Regions from separate parts of the Mus musculus genome. Here all the other regions are linked to region 3. Evidence: chromatin contacts called from public HiChIP or PLAC-seq data. All regions are on one chromosome and are shown on one strand. Each heading gives the region's core, a stretch centred on a gene start, on an enhancer-like site or on the middle of the called end of the contact. The rest is flanking DNA. Distances are from core to core; before and after follow the strand shown.

Region 1 (4,712 bases), core at 1,901-4,400, 370 kb before region 3:
ATTTTTCATACTGTTTTCAACAGAAGCCCCACTTTATCTGGGCCAGCATTTTATGTGGATTTATCGTCATCCATGCCTCTTCTAATTGGTGTGTGTGTGTGTGTGTCTGTCTGTCTGTCTGTCTGTCTGTCTGTGTCTACCATCACTGTGTTGGGGGGGTGCTATGATTTTCACCATTAAAAAGCTTTAATGTTTATGGTTGCTTTTTTTCCACGGAAGTGTGGTTTTTTTTTTTTTGCTTGTGAGATCTTTTGAAAACCTTTGAATGGTACTAACTTATTTTTCTTCTCTTCCTTGTATCCTTCCTGCTTTTTCTTGGCAAGTTTTGGGTTGTTCATCTCAGAGTTTTTCTTTCATGCTGTTGTGGGCTGAATTATGCCTTGCCCCATTCACATGTCGGTGTTCTGACAGCCTACCCCTAAGAATGTAACTGTATTTGGAAAGAGCTTTTTAAAGGGGTAATTAAGTTAGAATGAGGTCAGTCGGCTGGGCCCTAATCCAGTGTGACTAGTGTCCTTTGTAAGGTGAAGAAACTGGAACAAGACACATATGGAGGGGGACCCTGGGAAGACACGAGGGAGACACACCATAGAGGGCCTTAGAAGCCAGTCTTGTGATGACAACTTGATCTCTGGCTGCAGTCTCTGGTCTCCTGAGAAAGGAAGGTTGTTTTAGGCATGCAGTTTGTAATGAGCTCAATCTCTGCTGCTATGATTTTCCTTACATCTCTACTAATGTTTTTTTAAAATATTTGTTTGTTTATTTATTTATTATATGTAAGTACACTGTAGCTGTCCTCAGACACTCCAGAAGAGAGAGTCAGATCTCGTTATGGATGGTTGTGAGCCACCATGTGGTTGCTGGGATTTGAACTCCTGACCTTCGGAAGAACAGTCGGGTGCTCTTACCTGCTGAGCCATCTCACCAGCCCTCTGCTAATGTTTTATCAGCACTTTAGGTTTATGAATGGAGGACCATGTTGACACATATAGCCAGCTTTTTAAATGGTGGCAGATCGGGTTACCCAGAGGGCTTCTTTCTTGCCTGGGACAATGTGCCATGAATCTACAAGTACTTAGGTTCTACCCGGGCATGCTTCTCATGGGCTAAGTAAGAAGAACACGCAAGCAGAGTCAGGGCCCTAGAAGTGATGGCATTAGAACGTTAACCTAGGGGGAAAATGCTGGGAACTTTCACCTAGGGTGACATGGCTTCTTCATTGACCTCTTATTACCCTGTAGCTAGCTCAGAGCCTCTGACTCATTTCCTTGCCTGAACACCAGCTCCCAAGGGCCTTCCATTCACAGCAGTCCTTCCTCTCCAGAGAGAGCTGGCCAAGGGTTGCAGCTGGGGGTAAACCCTGGAGGCTGCAGCCCACACAGGGCAGGGCTCAGGGTAGTTGGGCCCAGCTGCTCCATAGAGAACTCTGCACACAGGCCTGATTCCTGCCTCACAGTCACTCTCTGTGTAGAACATTCTGTGGCTGCCAGTAGCCATTGACTCCAAGCCTGGCGGGTCTCCAGTGCTCTCTAGTTGGGAAGAAAGAGCTTCTCTCTATAGCTATGTGTGTGTGTGTGTGTGTGTGTGTGTGTGTGTATGTGTGTGTGTGTGTGTGTGTGTGTGTGCGCGCGCACGCGTGCATGTTTGTTTCAAGTTGGAGTTTCCCTCCGTTGTGGTTTGTCCATACAGCCCAGGTCTCGTCTTTGAACAAGTGAGTCTTCTGAAGGACTTGTTCATTGATAGCTCTCCTCTGTGTCTCTGTGTCTGCCATTCTTAGAGAAAAAGGATCATCTCTGCAGCGTGGTTGTGCTCTCTGGAAGGAAGGAGGCAACACGCTGAACTCTACTGTCTACAACTCAAAGGCATGTTTTTATGAATTAACAGGAGCTATATAAAGTATTTTACCAAAGTGGCTGGGTCTCTGGAAGCTTTGCTAGAACAGATGTTTCATTTGGAGTCCGTGGAAGTTGTTTGCTTGGCTTCCTATGAGTGGCACCCCACCTTATCACCTGCTACCTTCATGGCTGAATTTCCCTAAAGTAATACAATTAGGGAGATGAGGAAAGGTAATCCTGTTCCTTGTATTCGTAGTTTTAGGTACTTGAGGGTGGACAGTCTTTGTCTATAGACAGAGGCTTGTTAACAGAGTAGGAACGAATGGGGGAACAGGAAAGACAGTCTGTCATTCTAACTACTGTCTGACTCTCCCTGGGCATCCAGCAGTTCCTGATGCTCCACAGGTCTATAGACTCAGTGTCCCCAGACCATCCCAGTGTAGATACAGCTATTAAGTCCTAGATGTCCCTAGGCACTTCTATCTGCTTGGCTACAAATTCCCGTGACTCTTCTTCTGAATTGGGTACTTTATGAGAACATTCACAGAGCTCAGGAAGGTGCCGTGCTTATAGGGTTTTATTGTAGTAGTTGCCACTCTGGAAGAGCCAAGTAGTGTAGTGAATGTGGCAAGGTGTCGGGGAGGAGGTGCAGAGTCTCCATGCCCTTTCCACGTGTGCCGTGCTCAGAGCACATCCATGTGTTCCCTGCCCTCAAAGCTGTCAGGACCTTGCTGGTGGGTTTTCGTGGAGGCTTCAGTACTTGATTGATCATTGGCCATGGTACAACCAGCCTCCTTCGCCACCACTGAAGGTGAGCTTGGGCCTGAAACTTTCAGTGCTCTAATCATGCATAGAGCTAGTCCTCCTCTCAAATTACTTAAAGGTCTCCTAGGAATCATCTCCTTGCCACAAATCTAAAAGCATTTCTTAAAGATAACAAAAACTACTCTTATCAGGGAATTCCAAGGTTTTTGATGTTCTTGCTAAGAACTAGGGGGTAAAGATGAGAAATATACTTTTATTATTATTATTATTACAGCACAGCTAGGAGCCAGTGTCTGTGAGTCTGCTGAGTATGCAGAAATGATTGCTTGGCATGGGTGTGGTACTTGTCACATGGCTTTGCTGCTGCTAGCTTTAGTTTTGATGATGAGCTGAGACCATTGAGCCACAAGGACTTTGCCTTTTCTAGACTATGCCTTCTTCATTTCTTTCTGGGCCCATAGTTGGTTTATGTCTTGGGACAGCTCGGGTAGGTGACTCATCGGCCTTCCTTTCCCATGGGCTTCCCCACAGTTCCTACTTGATCTCTGAAAAGGAGGAGGCAGCCACAGTCCCTCCTACTGTAGCAGCTGAACCAAAGAATGCACCTCAGCACAGCACAGCACAGCACAGCACAGCACAGCACAGCACAGCAAGCAGAAAGGATCCAGTAGCATCACAGATGCAAAGAGTAGGTCTCCCTGAGCTCCGCTCCTGCCGCTCTGCACAGTGGTTTTCTTCCTCAGTGCCTTTGTAGGAAGAAGGGAGGGCTAAAGCTGAGTTGGAGCCTCCCCAAGTTTGTAGCCCCCACGTCTGTGTAGGTGACACTTTTACAATCTTGAGTGATTGTAAGGCGACACAGAATTTGAGTCATTCCTGACATGTTCTAAGGTCAGACATGGCAACGAGCTGCATTTTTCTTTCCTCTTTCCTCCAAAGATGCCCGAAGGTTGGAGGTTCTGGCCCTGGGTCCTGTTGCAAGGTTTTGTGATGACTAACAGTCATTGCCAACTTAGCAGGATCCAGAATCACAGAATCTAGAAGATGATCTCTGGATGTGATTGGGAGCTTTTAGGTGAAGTTGATTTGGGTGGGTAGACCTAAATGCCTTGTTTTTCTTTTGAAATACAAAGAAAATAGAAGCACTGTAATGAGTTGCTTTGGGGACAAAATACTGTAACTTGCATGATGAGATCTGGACATAGAGGTCACATGGTTCCCTTAGGAACCTGGTCTAGTGCTTACTAAGTCAGCGTTTGCCCACAAACAATGAGCATGCACTGGGTATGCTCATGGTTATTAGTTATCACATGAGAGGATACAAAACAGAATCAGCCAAGGGCCGGGCTCAGAAGTAAAGTCCAAGGGCACCCAGGGCAACCTTCCAAGGACATTGAGCCAGTAAAGTCACACAGGATATGCTTAATCCCACCGAAATGAGTTCTGACAGCGTGTATGAGATGTTACTAATCAGGGAATCGCATTAGAGGTGATCGCCCAGGCTTTATTCAAGGCATCTACTACATAGGCGTGTTACCTCCTCCCTGGCGGGTATCCAAATTCCAGAGAACCAGAAGGAAAGCAGGTGTTCAGCATAAGCCACATTGTCTGTGCAGCCCAGACACCTTGGGCCGCACTTATCAGTTAACAGTTCACCCCTCCCCACATCCAAGTTCCAAGGTACCTGCCAAGGACCAACCACAGAAGGGCACAGAGGCCCACTGCATGTCCGCTTTACTTGCGTTTACAGTGATGGGATTAAAGGCATGCACCACCACCACCACCACCTGGCAAGACATTTTATCTTGTCTAACCATCTCAGGCAGTCATTTGGAAACAGAATTGGCATCACTGGAGAATAGTTCTGTTTTTTGTGTACCGAGAATTTGTTCTCTCTGCACCTGCTTCATTCCTGTCATTACAGGGATGCACATTCCCTGTGTCCCCATCAGTGGGGTAAGCGGAAAAGCTTCTCGTTTAGCCATCTTGATTGGTTGCCCCATTACCTTTGGAAATCACATTTCCTTATCTCAGCACTGAGGGCAAATAGAGTAGGATAAGTAATGGTCCCCAGAAGGTTGTTGAGGAGAAAACGAGGTGGTGCTTAACACAGTG
Region 2 (4,641 bases), core at 113-2,612, 440 kb before region 3:
CTTGCCTTTTCGCTACACGCCAAACACGACCCCCAATCACAGCATTTCTCTCTCAATATTTACCACGACAGTCACAAATAAAGTGTGAGCACCACAAGAAGGCCCCTCCAGAATTAAAAAGGTTTCTCCCTTAATGTCCTACTTCCCTTCTATCCTGGTCTTAAACCTTTGAGTTCTTACTTTGGGAAAGACCCTTATTCATACTCCTACCGAGTTAGGCTCATTTGGTCTCTGGAGGAGCTTTATCTGAGCTCTTACACCCATGCCAGTTCCTGAGGCTCAGGAATGAGGCCCAGATCTGCCACCATCCTGGGGCGGGTGGTGCCTGGCCACACTCTTGCCGCTATTCCCACTGCCTCTCAGGCGCTACCAGGTCAGCGTCTCACTGTCCCTGAGGCATCAAATCATGGTTGCTCAAGGTCTCACCATTGAAGCCGATCACAGCCTGAAGCTCCAGTTCTGCTACATCCAGCTCGGGTAAAACTTGTTCTTCCATCCTGGAGAGTTTCAGCTCATTGATTCTTCAACTCCAGGGTGCAGCGTCTCCTGGTCGTCATGGTAACTGGCGCACGCATGCGTGCTAGGTTCATGCAGGAGCAGAAACCCAGCCCACTGTGTTTGAGTTGATTTCCCCTCTTGCAAATGTTGGGAGGACTTCCTTAGTATGTATTTTATCCATTCTGGAAATGTAGGTGGTAGGTTGACGCTAAGTGCACAAGGTAAATTTCCTCCTCTCCCGTGTACAGGTCTGTGACTTTTTAAAAACTATACAATTAAGCCCCTCGTGATGATTATTAAAAATAATTGAACACAGAATAATTGAGCACAGAGAATTGCCTATGATGAATAGGTTGCTATAAAAAACATGGCATTGATACTTCTTTTTAAAAGAAAAATTTAAAAAAATCACTAAAAACGTTTTAGTACAGTATGCAACTATTTTTATGTATGTATGTATGTATGTATGTATTCATGCATGTATGGTACATATGTTGCCTGTATGTATATTTCCTGCCTCAGCCATCCAAGTGCTGGAATTCCAGGCTTGAGTTATCACACCCAGCTTGTCTTGCTGTTTTGAATTAAGAAGAAAAATACAGAGAGCCGGGGTTGACGCGTTTCCATTCCCTGGGAAAATGTTTTGATTCTGCTCAACAATTTAACTATTTTTCTTGCGTCCAGCAATTCATGTGAATTAACAAAAATAGATTCTTGCTACCCACTCCCTTAGGGGTGCGCTCTGGGTAGCGGGGACGTCGTTCTGAGGTCAATTAAAACAGGTTTCACTTTGCAAACTCTGGGCTCGGGTCGCGCACTCTCCGAACTGCGGGGAATGAGCCGCACGGGCCGCCGTAGTCAGCTGCTACGAGCAGGAAGTGTCCCAGCTGCGGGCGGAGACTGCACCATGGCCCCGGACCCCTGGTGAGTTGCCGGTGATGGCAGCAGAGTATGGGGATTAACTTGGGGGTGGAACTGGCTTCCAGGGACTGGCAGAGACCCTGCCCATCTTTGAGCTTGAGGCTGGCGGCCTTAGGGATGAAGATCAGCGAGAATCCTCCCCCTGTTGAGGGGACTCAGCCACGTACTGCCTACTCGGTGCTAACTCTGTGGTCCTAGGGTAGGCTATGACCTGGGGGAGCTGGGACTTGAGCAATCGAATATTTGCCCCCCTTTTCTGGGGCTTCTTGCCCATCATGCTTGTGGCTGACTGCATGCATAGACTTCCCCAGGCTCCTGTAAAAGTGAGGTCAAAATAACCTTTTGGTGGGGTATCCCTTCACCCAGTAATCCCCAGAAAGGTTATAAACTGAAGTTCACACTCCATGGTCACCAGTTAGTAGCTAGTTGGGCACGGGTGCTATGGGCTTTTCACAGAAAACTTGTAGGACATTGGGAGGGGAAATTTTGCACTTTTCCTGCATCAGTAGCATGAAGACTTATGTCAGCACGAAGTAGGAAGTGCCTGATAAGGTCCATTTATTCAGCAAAGAGACCCCAAGGAGAGAATGATGAAAAACATCTTTGTACAAGGAACAAATTGCTATAAAGTCCTGACCTTCCTGATGAATAATTTATAACACTGCATTCCTATAAAGTTTGTGTTGGAGAATATGCCTTATGGTGGTGTTTCCGGTACAATTTGTAGTTGTTTGATGGCAGATAAATTTGAATATTAAGAGAGTGGATCCCAAGGTCAGAATTAGAGTTATCTGGGATCTAGGCTATTTGGGCCAGTTGCTGAATTGTTTGTTGTTGGTTTGTTTTTCAGTGTCTCGGGGAGCCCAAGTTGATCTTGAATCCCTGACCCTTTTGCTTCAGTCTCCAAAATGGTGGCTCTGCTACCAAGCCCAGCCAAGTGCTGAATTTTGTCCTAAAGTTTTAACTATTGTATACACCCCTGGTAGAAAATTGAGAGACTGCTGAGTATCTGAAGGGAGTAAAAAGCACCCCTATCCCTCGGAAGCAATCAGTGCTCACCTTTTTTTCCAATGCATTTATTGTTTGGATCTATATCCTGCTTGTATTTTACAAAGCAGGGAGGGAGCATTTCTCCATGTCCTTAAAAGGTAGTCTTAAAAACATGATTTTTAATGTGTATCAGTGCATCATCTGAGTGTACATAACTTATTTCAAATTTTAGCCCGGTTGTAGAACGATTGTTTAGCACACGCAAGACACCCTGGGTTTGGTCCCCAGCAAGACCAGAAAGCTTTCAGCTGGCAAACGAGAAAGCCGCTGAGTCAAACAGTTAAGACTAACAGTAAAAGAGTTGAAATGCTTCAGTGTCTTGGGTAAAATTCTCCCGTAAGTCTGATCTCATTAGACCCCCGTGCCACGCTGTGCAGAGAATTGACTTCTGCTCATCTGTCCTGCTTGCACTATACCTTCCTCCCAGGACCACCGCGTGGCAGAACGTGCCAGGCATGCTTTCTTCTTTCATCTTTGCTTATGCCATGTGCCTTCCACAGTGCTTAGACTCGGCTCCTCCTTCCCATAGGGAAATCTGCTTTAGTCTTGTTTAGAGTCGGCCCAAATTGTCCTCTTGTGGCCCAGCCCGTACGAGTGCCTCTCTCATCAGTCATCTCTCCTTTCCCCAGCTCTAGAGGCACTTAAGTTAGGTCCCGTTCCTAAGCAACAGGATTTAGTTACGGGGTTTTACATGTTTGATGTGCCGTCACAGAGCTGGACTGAAGCTCCTGTCTTCATAGATTATTTACTTATTGCATGGAGGCAGTAAGTAAAGTGTGGGGAAGCTGGGGCTAGGACTTATTTTTTTATTATTCTGATGTTTTTTTTTTTAAACACCTGCTCTTTTTCATGCACACCTATACCAGATTATACTGAATGATTCATATGGCTGTATACATGAATCTAGGCTTAGGGGTTGCCACAGCCTCTGAAGTGCTTGTGGAGTTCACAACACAAAGTTCTCTGTATAGGACCTGGAGCCGCATCCCCAGCCCAAGCTAGACACTTCAGTGGCTGAGCCTAGTGCATTGCGCAAGCTATAGACAAATGCTTCCCCATCCATCTGTGCCCTTAGTAACGCCCAGCCCCTTTTCTTTAAAGTTGGAGACTGATCTCTAAGTTTTACCCAGGCAGCTTCTAGCTGACTAACGTTGAAGTTACAAGTCCCTTGTCTCAGCCTCAAGTAGCTGAGGTTATAAGCTACTACTTCCAGTGCTGGAATATTTTAGAGACATAAGCTAGTTATTTTCTTATGGGTAAAGCTGGGACATCAGGGCAAACAGAAGTTTTCAATATTTTGCAATGGGCAGTCCTAGAGAATACATCATTCACTTGAGCACATGAGTTCCCACTTCTTAGGAGCAGACTGGTGTGAGAGATGAGACCAGAATTTAAAATGCTGTGAAGAGGAAAACACAGGGTGCTGTTGGGTGTTGACTTGAATTTTTTTCTTTTGAAGATTTATTAATTTATTTTATGTATGTGAGTACACTGTCACTCTCTTCAGACACACCAGAAGGGGGCATTGGATCCCATCACAGATGGCTGTGAGCCACCATGTGATTGCTGGGAATTGAATTCAGGACCTCTGGAAGAGCAGTCAGTGCTCTTACCTGCCGAGCTCTGAATCTTTTTTTTTTTTTAATTTATTTTTATTTTAAGTGTGTGGGTGTTTTGCCTACACGCATGTGTGGGTGTCATGTGCTTGCCTGGCAACTTTCATGGGCTAGAAGAGGGTATGAGACAATTCTGAACTGCCATGTGGGACCTGAGAATTGAACCCAGGTCCTCAGGAAGAGCATCAGTGCTCTTAACCGCTGAGCCAGCCCCTGATTTAGCTTTTCATTTGAATCTTTCCAAGCCCAACACTGTTGAGCAGCAAGTGGAAAGCCAGTCAGCGTTCTGAGAGAACTGTGGCAGGCTGAGGAGTCTGCCAGGCTCTCCTGTCAGAGCGGTTTTTTTTTTTTTTTTGCTGCAGATACACAGTTCCTGCTGTCCCTGCAGTGTGCTTCTGCACGTCACTTCTCATCTTTCCTCTGTGTCTCCTGCCCTGAAACAGTGTCTCCTTGTCACTGTGTTCTTTTAGACCAGGCTGGCCTCGCACTCCTTCCTCCACCTTTGCAATGCTAGGATTAAAGGCATGCAATACCACACTCAGCCAGCACTTTCTTT
Region 3 (4,500 bases), core at 1,841-4,340:
GGTGGTGCAGGTGTACCACTTCGGGCAACAAAGATGGCCCCCGGAGGTCCAGCACTGTAAACTGTGTGCTTTGGTAAATGATGTGGGTGATTCTCCAGTGCTGTAGCTGTGGGTCATCTGTAAGTTATATATGGCAGCATCACCTATAACACAGCAATTATGCCATTAGCTGGGGGAAAAGTTGTGTTTAATGCAGAGAAAACCAGTCTACAGATCACAGGCTTACAGCCTGGGCAGAGCTCAGCACCCTGACTGCTTTGTATTATCACCCAAGCATGGTGCTGCCACCCACATCCGAGGTCTCCCACAGTTACCTTTCATTTTATAAATAGTTATGACACCCCCTGATCATCCTCAAATAAAATTTATAGATGATATAGCCTTCCAACATACCTAACTTCCTCTTCCATATCAACTAAAATATCTTACTAAGGGCATGAGAAAAAGCCACACACAGTGAAAGCTTATGTAAGTGCCTGGGCATAAGAACACAAGATATCATAATAGAGTGGGTAAATACTTTCATCTGTGTGTGGGATGACCAGGGAGACCACAGTAACAATGACTGGTAGAGATGTGATCTAAACCCCTTGAGTAGCATTGCCATAAGCAATATGATTTTTCAAAGTGGCCACAGTGTTTGGTCAAATAAAAATAAATGTGTATTCTAAGACAAGGTAAGGTTGACCTTTGCCTACCAATGATTTTTTTCTTTTTTATCTCCATGATGTTTAGTGTAGTATTTAGAAAGATACAGGAAAATAGCTCTGTTGTGCATGACTGTCCTACATACCATGGACTGTAGGAACCTGGCACTTACTGTCCCTGGCTACTAAATAGACATGGTGACCCCTACTCTCAATACTGTGGCAGCCAAAATCACTTCCCCACAAATTTCCAATTGAACAATGGGCTCTCGGTTGGGCACTAGCACTTCAGGCTCCAAATTGCTCGGGCGTTCCTAGCAAGGTTGGCATTTGCTCTACTCGGAGCAGAACTTGTAAATGGCATTTAGTTTCTTTCTAGCCTTCACAAACACACTTGTTTGGGGCTAGAGTTGGCACTCAAAGAGGGTTCCAGAAGAAGGAGGACCTCTTTCTCTGAATGTATTCCCTCGTGTTTGCCCTTTGTCCAGGAAGGGAGACCCAAAGGAGGCTGGCCTTTCTTGTCAATCTTACCCACAGTCTGGTGGCCTCCTGGAGGCTTTTTAGCAAAACCCAGCTGAGAAGTAAATCAGCACAGACATAATCCTGATTTTAGCAACTAGAGCCAGGGCCCTGGCCTGGGAGAATTACCTGCGTTCTACCTGCGCGGTATGTCAATCACAAGCCATTCTTGCCGTGTCTTTTCAGGAGTGAACCTAGTGAGCCCAGAGCTCCTCCGGACAAGGCTCTGACATGCTGGCTGGCAGGCATGGGCTTGTTCATAGAGCTCAGTTCACTGTATTCAACTCCACCTGCATCGAGGCATTTTCCGGTTTGTACATCTGGCCCTTCCTTTCTCATGCAGTTGTGGCATATCCCTGCCCACCCCCTCCCTCAACCTGTGGCTTGTTTGTCTTGCAAGGCAGGTATGACATGGCCTGATCCCCTCGCTGGTATTCCTGGAATTTAACTGTGCTAGAAGACGAAGACTGGAGTGTCTCCCATCCTCCTCACCACGCATTCCATCACGTTGGCCAGTTGACATCCCTGGGCCATCTGGTCACCCAGAGCAAGGAGTCAGATGTGTTCAAGAATTCTCTCCTAGACCCTCTGATCTATAAAAGGGCAGCCAAGGGACCAGAGTCCATCAACAAGTGAAGGGATTGGAAAACTGTGACCGTGACTCTCCAGACTCCCCATCGCTGCCATTCAAGCCTCAGCTTCAGATGTTTCCCGCCCTGGCATCCACCCACATGCACTAGCCGTTTGGAAGCCTGCGTGGTTTATTTAGTGTGCAGACATTTATGGACTCCTTTGGCATGTCAGCCTTCAAGGACACGGAACTGGGCAGACACAGCTGTGGACTCATCAGGCTCTAAGCTTAGTGGGGAAGACAAATATTTAATAAACAACAGCATATGTGTCTGTGTGACCGCTATGCAGATAAGCAATACAAGTTAAGAGATGAGGCTGGAGAGATAGCTCAACAGTAGAAGGCACTTGATACTCATGTACAGGACTGGGATTCTGTTCCCAGCACCCACATGGTGACTCACAACCTCCTATACCTCCAGTTTCAGGGGACTGAATGGCCTCTTCTGGCCTCTGTGACCACCAGGCACACAAATGGTATGCATACATACACAGGGGGCACTCATACATACATAGAAGATAAAAGTAAATATAAACCTTAAAAAAAAGATGTACAGAGACTCTAGGGGCTGAGACTCTGGGCACAACTGGAGAATAGATACTTATGTTGAAACTTGAGGTTGGGGAAGGTATTAGTCAGGTAGGAGAGTAGAGGTTTTCCTTGGCAGGGACAGGGCAGGTAAAGGCTATGACCCTGGGGCAGCCTGGGGTGGTCAAGAAGCCAGTGTAGCAGTTAGCACATATTGATCACTGGCTATGTGTCCAGCCTGTTCTAAGAGCTAGAGTAGTACAGTGCTTCTAATGTCTCATTTCAGAAATGAGAAAACTGAGTCAAAAGGGGATCAAGTCACCCTGAAGTCACAATGCTACAAAGCATCAGAGTCACCATTTGGATACAGGGCATCTGACTTCAGGCCTAGATGCTCAGCCCTCTGGCAGAGCTCCTCCACAAAGATAGGAAGTCACCAGTGTCAATGGTAACACCATGTTAGGTGAATGTAAAAAGACAAAGTCACTCTCCCGCCATACCTGTAGAGCCTGGAAGGACAGCAGTGGGCTCAAAAAGGTGTTTTCTTTGTCAGCTGTGATGGATGCGGTTGTTGTGCCCGTGATGGGACCAGGGCTTGATGCATACTGGGTAAATAGCCTTCCACTGAGCTACGTCCTGAGCCAGAGAACAGTCTCTTTAAGAAAGAGAAAGAGGCTAACTTCTCAGAGTCATGAGAGAGGAAGCACGAGGGCAAGAATGGTGTCAGCATTGTCTCATTGTCTTAAACCGTGCTGACAGTTGTCAGCGGCGGGCAGCTCCTCATTGGTACTTCCTGTAGGCTGGGCCGTCTTTGGAGTGCACTGTGTTCTTTGAGTCATGTCAATATAACAACTTCATAAGGTCAGGGCTGCCCCTCTCTCCACTTCAGACATAGAGGTTCCACGACTTGCTGATGTTGCATTAAGGAGGTGGCAAGGCTGGGTTTCTTAACAGAGCTTGTCTAGGCTCTGCTTTTGTGGAGGCTGCTGAAACACAGCCCCATGGCTCTCACCTGATAGGGAAGCGCTGCCCCCCCCCCCAGGCTTAGGGGTGTGGTTATGGCCACCCTATCACACTGCCTCTCAAGTGCTTTCAAAGCTGCACGTAGGAGGGGAAATGGCGATGGAGGAACTGACCTGGGCTCACTCTGCATTTGGGGATGAAGAGCACTACTGCTGTGCTCAGCCCCAGGTGGGAATTATTCCCAGCCCCCCTTTGAGAGGACTCTACATAGAGTTCAGCCGCTCTGACTGTCACATCCACACATTCAAGGTGGAAGCGACTCGCCCACCATTGACCCTGGTGACATGTTCCCAAACATAGTGGAAAGAACTTTCCAGAAGGCTAGTGGCCCTCCTCAGATTTCATCAGAGGTCACCCTCTGAGACTTGGCTGTCCATCAAACCATCAAAGATGTGGGACACAGCTTCGGCTCAGAACCAGAATCTTGTGTGTTCTTTTGTTTTCTGGTTAGCCCAGCGGGCTGAAAGTCAGACCTGTTAGTACAGCAAAGTTGAATCTTCCACTCTTAAGAGCACAGTGTGCATGGACAAGCCTGGAGGTAGGTGGAAGGGAAGAGATGGCCTGGGAAGGCCTGGAGGTTGGGTTAAGGGAAGAGATGGTGGCCTGGAGCTGTGACAGCTGAGGTCAGTCAGACACTCCTCTTTCTACAACACTAGCACCCTCTAGTGGGGGCTGTCTCTATTTACACTGCAGGTTTCTGTGCCTTACTTAGGTGATATTTTCACTCAGCTCCAATTGAAATGTTTTGTTTGGTTTTTTTCAAGGCAGGGTTTTTCTGTGTAGATCTGGCTGTCCGGGACATTGCTCTGTAGATCAGGCTAGTCTTGAACTCAGAGATGTGCCTGCCTCTGCCTCCCGAGTGCACAACTAGATCTGGCCTCTCCAACTGAAATTTAACACGTCCTTGAATGATTATTATGGTAATTATTATTCATTAGACAAAAACACTACTTGTGATTTTTTTGCCCCCCCCCCCAGTAAGTCAGCATATTTTAAAGAAATATCGTATAACATTGGTTGGAAACAACAGGAAGTGTCATGTATATCTGTTACTACTGGCTACCAGAGATGTCATTCCAGCATGTAATTAAATACGTTAATAAAGAAGTGTACTGTGTGTGATGGCTGTAATCCCAGTACTCGGTTTCCCGA

Evidence for each region. HiChIP or PLAC-seq counts read pairs in DNA pulled down with a chosen protein or histone mark.
Region 1: an H3K4me3 HiChIP or PLAC-seq map of bone marrow-derived macrophages shows a contact between it and region 3, with 6 times the contacts expected there. The contact joins two enhancer-like sites. A contact is called at or near these places in 14 of 39 promoter capture datasets (the C10 cell line, the HPC-7 cell line, HPC-7-derived erythroid cells and 11 more), 3 of 15 datasets of contacts at CTCF or cohesin (the NIH/3T3 cell line, large pre-B cells and pro-B cells), 12 of 484 Hi-C or Micro-C datasets (the 3T3-L1 cell line, 3T3-L1-derived adipocytes, CD4 T cells and 9 more) and 22 of 115 datasets of contacts at active chromatin or transcription factors (SST interneurons, Th17 cells, VIP interneurons and 14 more).
Region 2: a contact with region 3 is called in an H3K4me3 HiChIP or PLAC-seq map of bone marrow-derived macrophages, with 5 times the contacts expected there. The contact joins the promoter of Stx8 here to the enhancer-like site in region 3. A contact is called at or near these places in 24 of 39 promoter capture datasets (the 3T3-L1 cell line, 3T3-L1-derived adipocytes, the C10 cell line and 15 more), 5 of 15 datasets of contacts at CTCF or cohesin (the NIH/3T3 cell line, embryonic stem cells, hippocampal excitatory neurons and 2 more), 35 of 484 Hi-C or Micro-C datasets (the 3T3-L1 cell line, the C10 cell line, CD4 T cells and 21 more), 27 of 115 datasets of contacts at active chromatin or transcription factors (the 230-238 cell line, the SCID.adh cell line, Th17 cells and 15 more) and 3 of 9 other capture datasets (adipose tissue, liver and macrophages).

Annotation. Positions count from the first base shown.
Region 1 is chr11:68,029,566-68,034,277 of GRCm38.p6, forward strand. All of the region lies in intron 6 of Stx8 (syntaxin 8), which reads left to right. Among named protein-coding and RNA genes, the nearest start is that of Stx8, 65 kb to the left of the region's middle. Within about 2 kb of position 3,151, at least 37 of the 459 cell types and tissues checked have an H3K27ac peak or open chromatin away from gene starts, as enhancers often do. A contact at or near this core is called in bone marrow-derived macrophages, where this site is marked.
Region 2 is chr11:67,965,096-67,969,736 of GRCm38.p6, forward strand. Stx8 (syntaxin 8) reads left to right here and starts at 1,363. Exons shown (of 8, transcript NM_018768.3): 1 at 1,363-1,422. The coding sequence starts at 1,406. Cfap52 (cilia and flagella associated protein 52) reads right to left here and starts at 547. Exons shown (of 14, transcript NM_027963.2): 1 at 427-547. The coding sequence starts at 496.
Region 3 is chr11:68,404,356-68,408,855 of GRCm38.p6, forward strand. Gm31954 (a long non-coding RNA gene) reads left to right here. Exons shown (of 4, transcript XR_879961.3): 3 at 1,353-1,476; 4 at 1,571-2,219. Among named protein-coding and RNA genes, the nearest start is that of Gm31954, 7.2 kb to the left of the region's middle. Within about 2 kb of position 3,091, at least 23 of the 459 cell types and tissues checked have an H3K27ac peak or open chromatin away from gene starts, as enhancers often do. A contact at or near this core is called in Th17 cells, bone marrow-derived macrophages and macrophages, where this site is marked.